Regions from separate parts of the Mus musculus genome. Here regions 2 and 3 are each linked to region 1. The links are chromatin contacts, called in public HiChIP or PLAC-seq and promoter capture Hi-C maps. All regions are on one chromosome and are shown on one strand. The core of a region is the stretch at or near the end of the contact, and the rest is flanking DNA. Distances in the headings are between cores, read along the strand shown.

Evidence for each region. Promoter capture Hi-C pulls out the DNA fragments that hold promoters and counts their contacts. HiChIP or PLAC-seq counts read pairs in DNA pulled down with a chosen protein or histone mark.
Region 2: a promoter capture Hi-C map of the C10 cell line shows a contact between it and region 1. The contact joins the enhancer-like site here to the promoter of Cds2 in region 1. A contact is called at or near these places in 4 of 39 promoter capture datasets (the C10 cell line, embryonic stem cells, liver and 1 more), 8 of 115 datasets of contacts at active chromatin or transcription factors (bone marrow-derived macrophages, embryonic stem cells, memory CD8 T cells and 1 more) and 4 of 9 other capture datasets (adipose tissue, liver, macrophages and 1 more).
Region 3: a contact with region 1 is called in an H3K4me3 HiChIP or PLAC-seq map of the 230-238 cell line, with 12 read pairs. The contact joins the enhancer-like site here to the promoter of Cds2 in region 1. A contact is called at or near these places in 2 of 39 promoter capture datasets (the C10 cell line and macrophages), 2 of 484 Hi-C or Micro-C datasets (neutrophils and spermatogonial stem cells), 3 of 115 datasets of contacts at active chromatin or transcription factors (the 230-238 cell line, embryonic stem cells and pancreatic cancer cells) and 3 of 9 other capture datasets (adipose tissue, liver and pancreatic islet).

Annotation. Positions count from the first base shown.
Region 1 is chr2:132,261,368-132,265,764 of GRCm38.p6, reverse strand. Cds2 (CDP-diacylglycerol synthase (phosphatidate cytidylyltransferase) 2) reads right to left here and starts at 2,617. Exons shown (of 13, transcript NM_138651.7): 1 at 2,268-2,617. The coding sequence starts at 2,321. It overlaps Gm46766 (a long non-coding RNA gene), which reads right to left and starts at 2,261. Exons shown (of 2, transcript XR_001783482.2): 1 at 2,025-2,261.
Region 2 is chr2:132,119,827-132,124,430 of GRCm38.p6, reverse strand. The region is part of intron 1 of Slc23a2 (solute carrier family 23 (nucleobase transporters), member 2); the gene reads left to right. Among named protein-coding and RNA genes, the nearest start is that of Gm14051, 21 kb to the left of the region's middle. Within about 2 kb of position 1,325, at least 14 of the 459 cell types and tissues checked have an H3K27ac peak or open chromatin away from gene starts, as enhancers often do. A contact at or near this core is called in liver and pancreatic islet, where this site is marked.
Region 3 is chr2:132,092,623-132,097,362 of GRCm38.p6, reverse strand. It overlaps Slc23a2 (solute carrier family 23 (nucleobase transporters), member 2), which reads left to right. Exons shown (of 16, transcript NM_018824.2): 3 at 3,123-3,221. Among named protein-coding and RNA genes, the nearest start is that of Gm14051, 49 kb to the left of the region's middle. Within about 2 kb of position 2,777, at least 123 of the 459 cell types and tissues checked have an H3K27ac peak or open chromatin away from gene starts, as enhancers often do. A contact at or near this core is called in the 230-238 cell line, adipose tissue, liver and 1 more, where this site is marked.

The DNA.
Region 1 (4,397 bases), core at 1,368-3,867:
ACCCTGGTCTACAAAGTGAGTTCCAGGACAGCCAGGGCTATACAGAGAAACCCTGTCTCAAAATAACAACAACAAAAAAAAAAAAGAAAGAAAGAAAGAAAGAAAGAGAGAAAGAAAGAAAGAAAGAAAATTAAATTTTTTTCATTTATTAAAAAAATACTTATTTTTTAATATTTGTATTTATGCTATTAAAAATCCTATGCACGACAATTCAGAAACAGTAAGTAATCACTACTCGGCGTGGGCCGATTGCCTACAACAATCTTTTAAGCAGAATGCGTAACTGTTATGTTTTAGGGAGCATACGCCTAGCAGACCTCACAACCAACCACAAGGTTCTTTCACTGTACACGTGGTTTAAATGCACTTGTAATTACTAAGGCTGGACAGCTCCTCAACCTAAAATATGGAAGTGAATGTTAAGAGTCAACTGACACTTTACGTTTGGGGAATGGAGCCAAAGAGCTGGGTGGGGAGAGTAAAAGCTGCCTCGCCCCTACTAATATCACAGTTGTTTTGTCTTGTCTAATTGTTACAGTAAATACCTGTGTGAAGATGTATTCCAACAGCTATCAGACTTCGACTGGTTGGTTGGTTTTGTTTGAGACTGGGTTTCTCTACGTAGCCCTGGCTGTCCCGGAACTTGCTCTGTAGACCAGGCTGGGTTTAGAGGATTCAGAGATCCACCTGCCACTGCCTCTGCTGGGACCACAGGCATGACCCAGCTAGACCTTCTTTCTTTCTTCTCCCCCTTCTCACACCTTCAAGTCACCCTTAATTAGACAAGGTGGCATTCAAACCCACCAAAGAATATTCAGAACACAGTTTTCTTCAGGGCCAATCCACTATCCTCGGGGAAGATTAGCGATTTCTAAGTATTGTCTTTGCAAGGTACTCCTCAAATCTGGACCTCAGCCCTAGACCTTCTCCAAAGGAAGAGAGTTCTCCTCTGATGACCCACTGTCTACAACTGTAACAGAGTTGTTTAAACCCTTTATCTTTCATCTGAACTATTCTTCCTAGTAAAATTACTGTTGGCATACTGACCCTAAGGCTTACGCTTGTTTCCTTCCTGATGTTCTAACCAATTCAAACACAGTAAAAAGGTACAAGCTGGCTAGGGGGCTAGTGCCTTTATACAGCACAGGATAGGCAGAGGTGGAGGAGGTCCAAACTAGCTAGCAGGGCTTCCTAGAGAGATTCTATCTAAAACAAAAGTTCTGATGTCAAACGTGGGTGCTTAGGCTTGATGCTGTTTCCTTAAACAGCATTGGGGGGTGGGGTGCCTTTAGTCCCAGCACTCAGAAGGATCTCTGGGATGGAGGCCAGCCTGATCTACAGATCAAGTTCCAGGACAGCCAGGGCTACAAAGAGAAACCCAGTCTCGAACAAGCAAACAAAGATACTAAACTCTGTCAACTATTAATCAGGGGAAACGCGGCATATCCTCCTCCTTTATTGAAGACAGGCTAGAAACAGACCTTCAACGGAACCCTTATTTCCGTATCAGCACGCAGGCCTACGTACGAGAGCTTCTGCAGGTCACAAGCTGACAATCTCTGACTTAACCAGTCTCCATCATTCTGGTCCAGGCTACCTCAGCCGGTTCTACTCATCACTCACTGATCCGAACCACAAATACGGTCCGTCATTCAATGTCCACAGTAAAACAACCACCCTCCACCTTTCTCAACTTCACACAAACCTCGCACTTTCAACCAAAGGAGCGCCCCCACATTGGCTGTGTCCCTGCCAAAATGGCCTCCTCCTTACCTTCCTCCTTTACCCCATCAATGCCCACACTTGGCGCAGTAAACAAACCCACCATTGGGAGCACACACCTGCTCACTAACCCGCCCTCTCACGGAGTGGATCAAGACTCCTCTCTGATAGAACCAACAGATTTAATGTTTTAATCAAGTTCAAAAGAAGGTTTTAATCTCCCAGGAGACAAATGCTATGGCCTGAGTCCTCCCCCATTCCCCAATCAACAGCAATACTTGTAAAGCAAGCGGTGAGCCTACATCGCGCTCTCCGGGCCCCAAGCAAGGTCTGTGGGGTGTCCAGCGTCCACATCGGGAAGGCCTAGGGAAGGCGAAGACCCTCCAGAGCTCACGCGCTACTCCCCGCGCCCGCAGACCGCTGTCCCCACAAGCAAAAGACACCCGCCGACCCTCTGCGCAACCCAGGCCTGGTACCCAGGGCCGCGATAAAGGTCAGAGGGCGAGGCTGCCGGCGCGCCCCTCCGCACTTAACGATGCCTCTACCTTGTCCTCCGGAGGTGCGTCCTCGCGGACAACCCTCTGCCGTAGTTCGGTCATGCTGGGGACCCCGGCGCGACGTCACCCCGAGTGAGCAGCACGGTGGCCGCGGGGGTCGGCTCAGTGAGCACGGGCTCTCGGCGGGCCCGAGCACCTCGCAGCCCCACCGTGCCTCGCACAGCCCCTGCAGCAGCGCCACTAGCCCCGAGCCCGGCCCCGCCCAGCACCGCTGCCGCCGCCCTTGCCCGGAGAGCGGAGCCGCTGTTTCCCCAGCGGCCGCTCGCTCCTCCTCCCGGGAAGCTGCGAGCCAGCGCGCACGCGCACTGCCGCCATCTCCGCCTGGAACCCCAGACGCCAGGAGGCGGGGCAGCCTGGCGGGGGTGGGGGCGTGAGCGGAGTTCGAGACACTCATTGGACAAAACCTAGAGGGGGCGGGAGAAAAAGAGCAGAGTGAACCAATGGGGTCCTTGCGTCCTACCGCAAGTCCCCGCGCGCGAGTGCTGGGTCCAGAAGGTAACCTGTTACCGGGGGACAACAGCGCCTCGTAGCGGCCTAGACTTGCTGCTCTCAGCTTGGGAGTCCAAACGAAGAGACCAGGTGGACCTCTGAACATCATAGCAGGAGGTGAAACCTGTTTCAGCTCACTTTGCCTTGCCAAGCCATGGTCGCTGGTAACTTAGTGAGCACTGATTCTGTCTAAGCACCGAACTCAGAAATAGTCTCGTCCCAATCACACACCTTTTTTGTTCACAGCACTCCAGAGACAAAGGCAAGTGGATCTGATCTATGTAACCTGTTCCACTGCTACTGAGACCCTGTATCAAAAAACAAACAACCACAACAAAAAACACTTAGAAATGGATATGATATCTGCAAGTAACATCATCCAAGATATTGCTTGTCTTAAGTTTTTGTCTTGTTTTGTGCTGAAGGTAGAACTCAGGACCTATGGGCTAGCGAGATGGTTCAGTGGGTAAGAACACTGACTGCTCTTCCAAAGGTCCTGAGTTCAAATCCCAGCAACCACATGGTGACTCACAACCACCCGTAATGAGATCTTACGCCCTCTTCTGGTGTATCAGAAGTCAGCTACAGTGTACTCATGTATAAAAATAAATCGTTCAAAAAAAAAAAAAAACCCTCAGGTTTGGCTCTTGTTAACCACAACTTCTGTGAGTAAGTTAACACCCACATCTAATTCTTTGAAAACCTTTGGGCTGAAAGGAATGTTTCCTATGGAGCCCCTCCCTCTATTCCTGACCTAGTTTAAGCATTTAGCCAGCAGCTACAAGGGTACGAGTAAGAATTAGAACTCAGACGTTTGTTACCACGCTGTAACCAATGTTCACATATGCTGCCTGAATTCAGTATTATGGGTGCTGTTCCAGCATTGTTCTCATGCAAAACAGGGCTCCCAGTCCTTAGCCAGATTGCAATCTCAAAGAAGTCTTCCACACCAAGGGTCAGGTTCCTTTTAGAGATTTTGACCAGAGCTGTGAGTTTTCAGAAAATAGGAAGAGTTCTGAAAAAGACTTACATTCTCAAATTCTTGTTATGATGTTTCAAATTAACAGCAAAATACTTAGACAAACTTCAGCCCTCTGGTCTTTGCATTTTATTTGCTATTTAACAGCTTTGCACAAATGCTTGGGTGCTCTTGTTCCTCTACTGGTGTTTGCTGGTTTTGTTGGGTTTGGGTTTTTGCTTTGTTCTGTTAGAAATAAATACCTTTTGAAGCCAGACTTTGGCTACTTTGTGGGCTTTTTTCTTTCTTCTACCCTTCTCCACCCTCTTCTTCCACCCTTTCAACACCCTATCACTATGTAGGAAAGGAAAAGAAAAAGGATAGAGGTGAAGGGTGGTGATAATATCATGTGACTATTTTCTGATAATTAAGGGCGTCAAGTTCCTTGGAGCAAGTTTGAGACCAGAATACATGGCTAGAGAAATGGTTCAATGGTTAGGCGCACTTATTGCTCTTGCAGAGGAAGGAGGTTTGGTTCTCAGCACCCATACAGGACGAACTGCCCATAATTCTGGTTCCAAGGGACTCAAGTCCCTCCTCTGGCCTCTAGGATCGTCTGCAATTACATGGTACACGTGTACACGTAACTCATACAGTCACATGCATACAAA
Region 2 (4,604 bases), core at 76-2,575, 140 kb after region 1:
TATTTTATTTTATTTTAGACAAGAAATTACGTTGTTACCAAGACTTACCTACTAACTTTGAACTTCCATATCCCAGGCTGACCTCAGGCTCACTCTGTAGCCTAGGCAGACTTTGAACTTGTGAGCTTCCTGCTTGAGCTTCAGTCTTGTAGGTAGTTGTCACAGACGTGAACCTCCACAGGAGTGAACGTGTCGTATGTGACCAAGCTTGGTTTGGGCTGGAGCCTTGAAGACGTTCTGTAATAGAGAAGCCACGGGAAGAGCTTTAGGACTGGGCATGGGTGGGTGAGAAGTGGACTCCATCCCTGCAGAGCACCTCCGGCTAGGTCTAAGGTTGCTTTAGATTTTAATCCACCACTAGCTTTTCTCCAGCTAGGATTTGGTTCTGCTTCCTAGAACTTGCCCTTCAGCTTCCATCCTAGAGCTCAACTGCAGTAACAGTGCCTGGACCGGTCCAGAGCGCCATGGGTGTTCCTAAAACACAAGCAGCGGAGCTGTGTGCTTCTTCATAGAGCTCTGCCGGGAGCCCCTTATTCCTGGAGCCCCGTACTGACCTCGTCCATTGTACACTTTAGGAAGAGCCTGGGAGTGATGGACGAACTGTTAGGTGAATGCTGATGATAGGATAATGGACTCCTCTAGGCCAAAATCAGTGTCCGCACAGGACACCCCAAGACCAAGTTCTCAGCACAAAGGAGATTTATCTACCCCAGAACAAAGGGCAGGGAATGTGAGACAAAGGCAGGAGACGAGGGAGGAGTGAAGGGAACAAGGGAGAGTGAGAAGGGATATTTGCCCCACAGAAGGCTCTACAAAGGACTGCCTCTGGATAGAGAGTGGACAGATGTGGCCCATAGGCAAATGGTGGTTAGGGGAAACCCATGTTAGGGTGAGTTGGCTCGTTTGATTGGCATGTTAAGTAGGTGAGCCAGAGGGGGCCTTTTGGTTGCTGGACTTTGGTACTTTGATAGCTGGACCTTGGTGGTCAGCCTCAGGAGGAGGAAGTGGCCAAGGGAATAGACTTTGGTGGCTAGCATTAGGAATGTAAAGTTTAGCAAGAAAGAGGGACTAGGGGAAGGGGAAGGTCAGCCAGAGCCATGTTTGCCATGCTGGGGCCTGCTAGAGCCTGTCAGTAAGTAGATTAGAAAATAAACGTGTACGATCTTGACCCTCAGATTAATTACAAGGTAGGAGGTAAATATTTGTTTTGCTTTTTTTGCTTTTGGCTTTGCTTGTTATTAGCAAAGCTTTGTTGAGTGTGTTGCTGTTGGCTGTCCCGGGGTCACCATGGCAGTGGCCTGCTCTCTCACCCTTCCTAGCACTCTGCAGTGTGGTTGCCGGCCTTGAACCCTTGCAGAGCACTAAGAAGCTTTACTCCCTCTTTGTTTCTACTGTTCTTACCCCAAAGCTTGATGGACAGGCAGTGCAATGTTTTTGTGTTTTGTTTGTTTCACTACAAGAGATTAAACTCATGCATGGCCTTTGGCATGCTTAACCTCCAAGCTGTGCCCACAGCGTACCCCTCCCCGCCCCACCCCCCTTTTTTAACTTTTAAAAAGATGGGGCAAGGTCTCTCTCACCAAGCTATTTGGCTGGCCTTAACTTCTGTAGCCCAGATAGTCCTGTCCTGTCTCATTCTCCAGGGAATCTGGGCTCACAAACGTGGGCCGCCAGCCTCAGCCCTAGTCTTAGTTAAGTTTTTCTTTTTCTTTTTCTTTTTCTCTTTCTTTTTCTTTTTTCTTTTGTTTGATTTCTTTTGTTTTTTGAGACAGGGTTTCTCTGTGTCCTCTTGGCTGTCCTAGAACTCACTCTGTAGACCAGGCTGGCCTCGAACTCAGAAATCTGCCTGCCTCTGCCTCCCAAGTGCTGGGGTTAAAGGCGTGCGCCACCACTGCCCGGCCAAGTTAGTTTTGACATTCTAAATGATACTGCTGCAGCATCTCTTATGGGGGACAATGGCCTAGTGGTAAGGTTGTTAGACAGTACCTAAAGTGTTGATAGATATTGGCAAATTGTCCTATAGAAAAGTTACAAGAAAGGACATTCCTAGTCCTACATTCTCTTTTATCAAAACCAAATGAATTGAGTATGCTATGAAATACTATGTCATGATATTTTTATTTAGTTTTAATTTATATATTGTGAAATCCTCTAAGTGTATAGTTACAAGACCTGTTATAAATGCATAGAAGTGTGGCAAATACTCTCAATCCCAGGCACAAGCAGGTGAAGGACAGGTTTGAGGCTGACGTGGATGTAGTGACTTCTAGGCTACTCAGAGTTACATGGTGAGACCCTGTCTTAAAAAAACAAAAACTAACATACCTAATCAATCAATAAATACAAAGTAAGTGCTTTTAAAAATATGTACATACTCCATATATATACAATTCATCTCCCATTCACCATGTGGGTTCTCAAGATCAAACTCGTGTAGTCAGATTCAGTGGCAAGTACCTCTTCCCACTAAGCTATTCCTCCAGTCCAATCATTTATTTGAAAAGAAATTACTTTATTTTCATTTATAGTAAAAGACATCTGTGTTTACTATTAAAAATAAGCCTAGGGCTGGAGAGATGGCTCAGCAGCTAAGAGCACTGGCTGCTCTTCCAGAGGACCTACAGTTGATTCCTAGCACCCACCTGACAGCTTACAATTTACTATAACTCTAGTTCCAGGGGATCCAGCCTCCTGTCCTCTGCAGCACAAGGCATGCATATGGTGAAGGCATGCACATGGTGCATGAATACAGACAAAACAATCATATTTATATAATGAAATAATAAAAATTTAAAAAGACAGCGCATTATAAAAATTAGGAAGACATATCCTTGAGCCTGCCACTATGGACATTTTTGTGTGTTTCTTTCTCTGTCCGTTTGCTCTCCCGTGTAATGTTTTCTCTGCTTAAGCCATTGTCATTAAATAAATGCAGATTATATTCCTACACCTTATGTGCATTGATGCTGGAGGCATCAGGTCCATCATTGTCTTTAATGGGCATTTGCCAAGTGTATCACCAGCTCAGCTTGTCTATCATCCCTGGGATTTGCTTCATTAAATACACTTCCTTATTTCTTTTTCCTTTTTAAGATTGATTTATTTTTTATGTTACGTACATGAATGTTATGCCTATGCATATGACAGTGTCCCATGTATGCAGTGGAGGCCAGAAGAGGAACTGCAGTCGCTGATTGTGTGCTGCCTGCCATGTGGGAGCTGGGAACTGAGCTTTACTGGGAGAGCAACAAGTGCTGTTAAATACTGGGACATTTCTTTGGCACATCTTCCTTATTTCCTTCTTTTTCACTTGGTTGGTTGGTTGGTTGGTTGCTTGCTTGCTGAGACAGCGTCTCACTATGTAGCCCTGGCTGGACTGGAACTCATAGAGAGCCACTTGCTTCTGCCCTTGGGTTTATCACCACCACTCCTTACTTAATTCTGTTCCTAATCTTGTTTTTTCTTCCTTGCCTAATGTTTTTTGTCTAGCTACTTCCCAGTTGTCAAGAGTGCTTTATATTTGCTCTTAATAGCCATGGTTTTTATAGATTGAATCATTAAGGGATCAAAATATTTAGAATAGGGATGGAAAGATGGCTCAGCAGGTAAGAGTTCAAACTGGTCTCGCAAATTTTCCAGGTTCAGTTCTTGATATGCATATGATGGCTCACAACTGCCTGTAACTCCAGTTCAAGGGGATTTAATTTATCCCTTTTCTGACCTCTGCTGGCATGTGGTGTACATAAATACACTCAAGCATATACATGCACATAATATCAAATATTTTAAAGTTTTAGGGCTTCTGAGATAGAGGTGTTTGTGACTGTATGTTACATGCCAATACAGTGTTATTCATACAAGGACTTACCTCTGCCTTGTGTTTTGGTTTGGAGGATTTTCTAGAAGCAATCCACGTTTGTCTTAGTTAGGGTTTTGTTGCTGTGAAGAGATGTCTTGACCAAGGCAACTCTTATAAAGGAAAACATTTAATTGGGGCTTACAACTTCAGAGGTTCAGTCCATTGTCATCATGGTAGGAAGAATGACAGCACCCAGGCAGACATGGTGCTGAAGGAGTGGAGTGTTTTACATCTTGATCTGAAGGCTGCCAGGAGGGGACTGTCTTCTGCAGGCTAGCTATGAGGAGGTTCTCTTCCACACTGGGCAGAGCTTGAGCATAGAGACCTGAAAGTCTACCTACACTGTGACACACTTCCCCCAGTGAGGTCACACCTATTCCAACCATGTCATGCTTCCTAATAGAGCCACTTCCCATGGGCCAATGTTCAAACCACCGCAACATCTGATACCAAGAGTCAACCATATATAAATTTATTTTTTGTTTCTTCTTCTTCTTCTTCTCTTCTTCTTCTTCTTCTTCTTCTTCTTCTTCTTCTTCTTCTCCTTCTCCTTCTCCTTCTCCTTCTCCTTCTCCTTCTCCTTCTCCTTCTCCTTCTCCTTCTCCTTCTCCTTCTCCTTCTCCTTCTCCTTCTCCTTCTCCTTCTCCTTCTCCTTCTCCTTCTCCTTCTCCTTCTCCTTCCTTCTTTCTTTCTTTCTTTCTTTCTTTCTTTCTTCTTTCTTCTTCTTCCTCTTCCTCCTCCTCTT
Region 3 (4,740 bases), core at 1,528-4,027, 170 kb after region 1:
TTAGATCTCTAGCATGCTTTTAAACTTAGACTTGGGTCTACGTGCTTTCAAATGATAAATTTAATTTTTTGCTGCTACAAAAGTCAGTGGATTGGAAATCTCTCCAGAATTCCTCAGGCCAAGGAACTTTATACCTGCTGTTGCTTAGTTAGCTATTTAGTCTTTTTAATGATTCCCTCTTGGAGAAAGAACTTGTGTTCGTTATAGGAAACTACCAAATGTGTAAAAGGAAAAGGAAGGTAAAATGACCTTTTGACTAACAACCACGGTCACTATATGGGAGTAAGCTGTCGTTGTCCTTTGATTAACAGCCATTGTTACTATATAGGAGTAAGCTGTCGTTGTCCTTTGAGTAACAGCCATGGTCACTATATAGGAGTAAGTTGTCATTGTTCTTTGAGTAACAGCCACAGTTACTATATAGGAGTAAGCTGTCGTTGTCCTTTGATTAACAACCACGGTTACTATATGGGAGTAAGCTGTTGTCCTTTGATTAACAGCCACGGTTGCTATATGGGAGTAAGCTGTCATTGTTCTTTGCTTTAAAGGCAATGTGAAGACGGTGCACATGCTGAGTCAGCAGGTCTGAATGTTCAGGGAGTGTTAAGAGTGGAGATTAAAAGTTGTGCTGTTGCTGTCCTTGACCCAAAGTTTATTGTTTCTGGATCTTTTGCCAACCATATGGCTAGCTGGGGAGCTCTTGGCTTTGTGTGCTAATACTACTATTATGCTTTACATAGTATTACTTGGACTTTTTCCTTTGCCAACATGTGAACTTCAGAGTTTCTTTTCTCTCCTCTCTCCTCCCTCTGCCTCTCATTCTCCTTTTTCTTTAGATAGCCTCCTGCTATGTAGCCCAGACTAGTCTTGAACTCAGCAGTATGCTTGTTTTTCTTTGTGTATTTGATGAGAACTTTATACAAGTATACAATGTATTTTGATCATATTCAGCTTCCTGACCACCTCTTAGTTCTCCCAGACCTTCCCCTCTTCCTTCTAATTTTATCCCATGCTCTTCTTCCTGTTGAACAGAGTTCAGTTAGTGCTGCTGTAAATATGTGCATGGGTGTAGAGCCGTGCTTCTCAACCTTCTTAACACCTGACCCTTCAACATGGTTCCCCACGGTGTGGTGACCCCAACTATAACGTGATTTTGTTGCTACTTCATAACTGTAGTTTTGCTACTGTTATGAATCGTAGTATAAATAAATATCTGATACGCAGTATGTCTTACATGCAATCACTGTGAAAGGGTCATTCTGCTCCCAAAGAGGTCTCAACACCCAGGTGGAGAACCATTGGTGGAGAGCCATCAACTGGTTCCTAGGCAACCACAAGGGCCAGACCACTAGAGAAAATTGACTTCCCTTTCTCAACAGCCATCAGCTGCTCGTGTTTCTCAGCTAGGAGTAGGACTCCGAAGCCCTGTTCTATTCACGCTGGATCCTGTGTGGGTCTCTCCCTCTCCCCCTGTTGATTTGGGGTGCTCTTTATAAATAGTTGATTCAGCCCCCCTTTCTCTGTATTCCACATACAGTTTCTCTTAGACTGCCATCAGTGTTTCTGTTTTACAGTGCTGAAATTTAAACTGTGTTTTTCTCTTTGCTAATCTACATTTGGTTGTGGTGGTTGTGGTGTTTGAGATAGGGTCTCATTTTGTAGATCTCCTGGAACTGGAGTTATCTATATAAGATGGTTGTGAGATCCCATGTGGATGCTGGGAATTGAACCTTGGTCCTCTGCAGCCACTGTTTTTAATCACTGAGCTATCTCTCTAATTCCTATATATGGAATTTTTATTACAATGATATACTTCTAACCAGTACAATCTGTACTAATTGATTTATGACCTCTCTCTCTCTCTCTCTCTCTCTCTCTCTCTCTCTCTCTCTCTCTCTCTCTCTCTCCCTGAGTAGGATCTCACTCTGTAGCTCTGGTTGCCTCTATTCTGTGTTTCTAAAAACTATTTGGAGGCAGTACAGTGGCAGCATCCTTAGTGCCAGCCTTGGGAGGTTGAAGCAGGAGTATCCCGAGCTTCAGGATAGCCTGGGCTATAGAGCAAGACCTTGTCCCCCAAATAAACAAACAAAATGTAATTCTGTTGTTGCCACTTATAGCTAAGCTATAGGTGGTTTTCCTTGATGTTAACCTATCAGTAAGAATCACTCTCCTGGGACTAGAAAGATGGCTTAGCAGTTAAGAACAGTTGTCAGAGGCCCGGGTTCAGTTCCCAGCAGTACCCAAGCTGGGTTAGGGAGCTCATAACTGCCTGCAACTTGAGAGTCCGAGGATCTGATGCCCTCTTCTGGTCTCCCCTGGCACCTACAAACTTAAATACACATAAATGTCCATTTTTCTTCTAGTATCTGAATATAACTAGTTTATGACTAGTTATTGTTACACCTAGGAAGTGCTTGTTTTCTTGGGGGTAAAGCCTCTTTTACTTTCAGTATTGCGTCTTTAGAAGAGATCCCTAGGAACGGAACCATTTGATTAAGGAATGAAAATACTTGTTTCTAGCCAGATAAGTCATGTTGTTCCTCACCAAAGGATGCACAGCATAAGGCTAGAGCTCCTTTGAATAGATTCCAAGATGGGGGGCGGGGTGAGGTGATGTTTCTCCTGCTTCCCAGTGTCCTAAGCAGCTGCGCATAGCAGGCTGCTTAGTTATAGTCTTCTGACGGCCACACTTCCTCTTTCTAGAGCAGACAGGCAGTTTCCTCGGTTCCTGAGGAAGTGATCTTACCCAAAGCCGTGTGGACACTACCACTCAGCAGCAGCAGCTCACCTACATTGCAACACTGGCTTATCGGTCACTTCCCTCGCCCTGGAGAGTGTTGAGGATTCTATGGCTAGAGGTTTCTTTGGAATGTTCCATTTCTGACTTCCCTGGGGGGCTCTGGCTTACCCAGCTCCACCCTACGGGAAGCTCCACACTCCTCCATTTAAAGTAGCCTATACATATCTATTTCATTTAAGAAAACAAAGTTTGCCGCTGCGATATGTAATGCGCAGTTTAGGGCTCTCTTAAGAATTATGGGAAGCCATTTAGAAAAACCATATTTCCCTACAGCAGAATGGCAAGTGCTGAAAGCCCCTCTCACTGTAGCCTTTCTCTTCAGGTGGTGATCAATGGTGGGGCCACATCCAGCGGAGAGCAGGACAACGAGGACACGGAGCTCATGGCAATCTACACCACAGAGAACGGCATTGCAGAGAAGGTACCCATGCTACCCCTTCCTACTGCCCGGCCCTGTTTCTGCAGGGGTTTGGGGGTGTCTGTATGTTTGTTTTGTAATGGAAGAGTCATAATTACTAGGTTTTAATTGTCTTAGTAGCAATTAAGGTTAAAAGCTCTTAAGAGTCATTATCTAGGTATTTGTAAAAGCCTTGGCCAGAATGTTCGAGAACAGTGGTTAAGAGCTTGAGGACCAAAAGTCAAGTCTGATTACAGAGGTGACTCAGACTCTAAGGAATTACCATGACTCTCTGGGTATCAGCTTTTCACCTATTAAATAGGAATAAAAATATAAGGTAAGTGTACCTAAGGTGGATATCTGAAATCAAAACTGCCAGCTACCAGTGTGGCATTCCAAAGCATGATGCAGGCATGCATACATTCATGTATGTATGTGATTATAGAGATAGATTTGCATTTACATATGTACACATACATACATGTATACATGTGTGTGGTTATTCATTGTTTTTTAAATAAAATTTGAATGACCATGTTTGTGTACTTTTTTTATTTTGTATGACTATAATGAAATGAAGTAAAGAGAGTTCTATTCTGGCTTAAAAGGTCTGGAAGGAGAAGATAGGCAACCCTAGTTGGCATCGCCCCAGAGAGTCTCATGGCACATAAGAACCAATGCTCATATCCTGACCCAGCAAACAGAAAGGGGGCAGGGGCAAGCAGGGGCCCACAATGCATTTCAAGAGTTCAACTCTTTGTGTCTGTGCCTTTGTTTGTATGCCTGCCTGTCTGTCTGTTTTGGCTAAAGTGGACTTTGTTTACAGTCCTCTACCCCAGCTTCCAGTGTTATCTAAAGTCTATGTTTTAAAGGTCCATGGTATCTTAGGCTGTTGTCACCCTTGATGAAGCCTTAAACACATGGGCCTTCAGGGGCATTCATTAGGCAAACTAGCATATACTAAGGAAGGGCTTTATTTTGCCCTTGGTTTTATTCCTTTGTGTAAGATATAGGACAGTGTGGAATTTACCTTGTGTGGTGAGCCCAGTATGTCCTTAGTCCTGTCTGTGTAGAAGTGTTTCAGGAATTGCAGTTGGGCTCAGGTGTTTCTTAATGATTTGTAGAATCCATTCAGTTCTCATCCTCGCAGTTGTGTATAGAGATAAGCTGCAGATTAAAGTCCTGGTTGGAAAACTACAACAGCAGAGTTAGAGAGACACCAGGCCTCTCGGCACCTTTCCCCCAGTGAAGGCAGGCGGGCAGTGTTGTAATTCTCCCACAACAATCCATAATAGTTCTTATGAAATATTGCCAACTAGGGAAGCTCACCTGAGCTTTGGCATGGAAAGTTTTATCAGGAATCAACCTCTTAGGTATGGCTGGCCACCATGTAGCTGAATTTAGAGTCTAGTTTCTCAGTAAACAAGCTGGTAACAGGTGACCCAAGGGCCCTGCCATAGATGGGACTGTTGTGTAAACCGTTACCTTACCCCAAGGCTTCAGAGGAAAAAAGAAAGAAAGAAAGAATATTGTTTTTAAAATC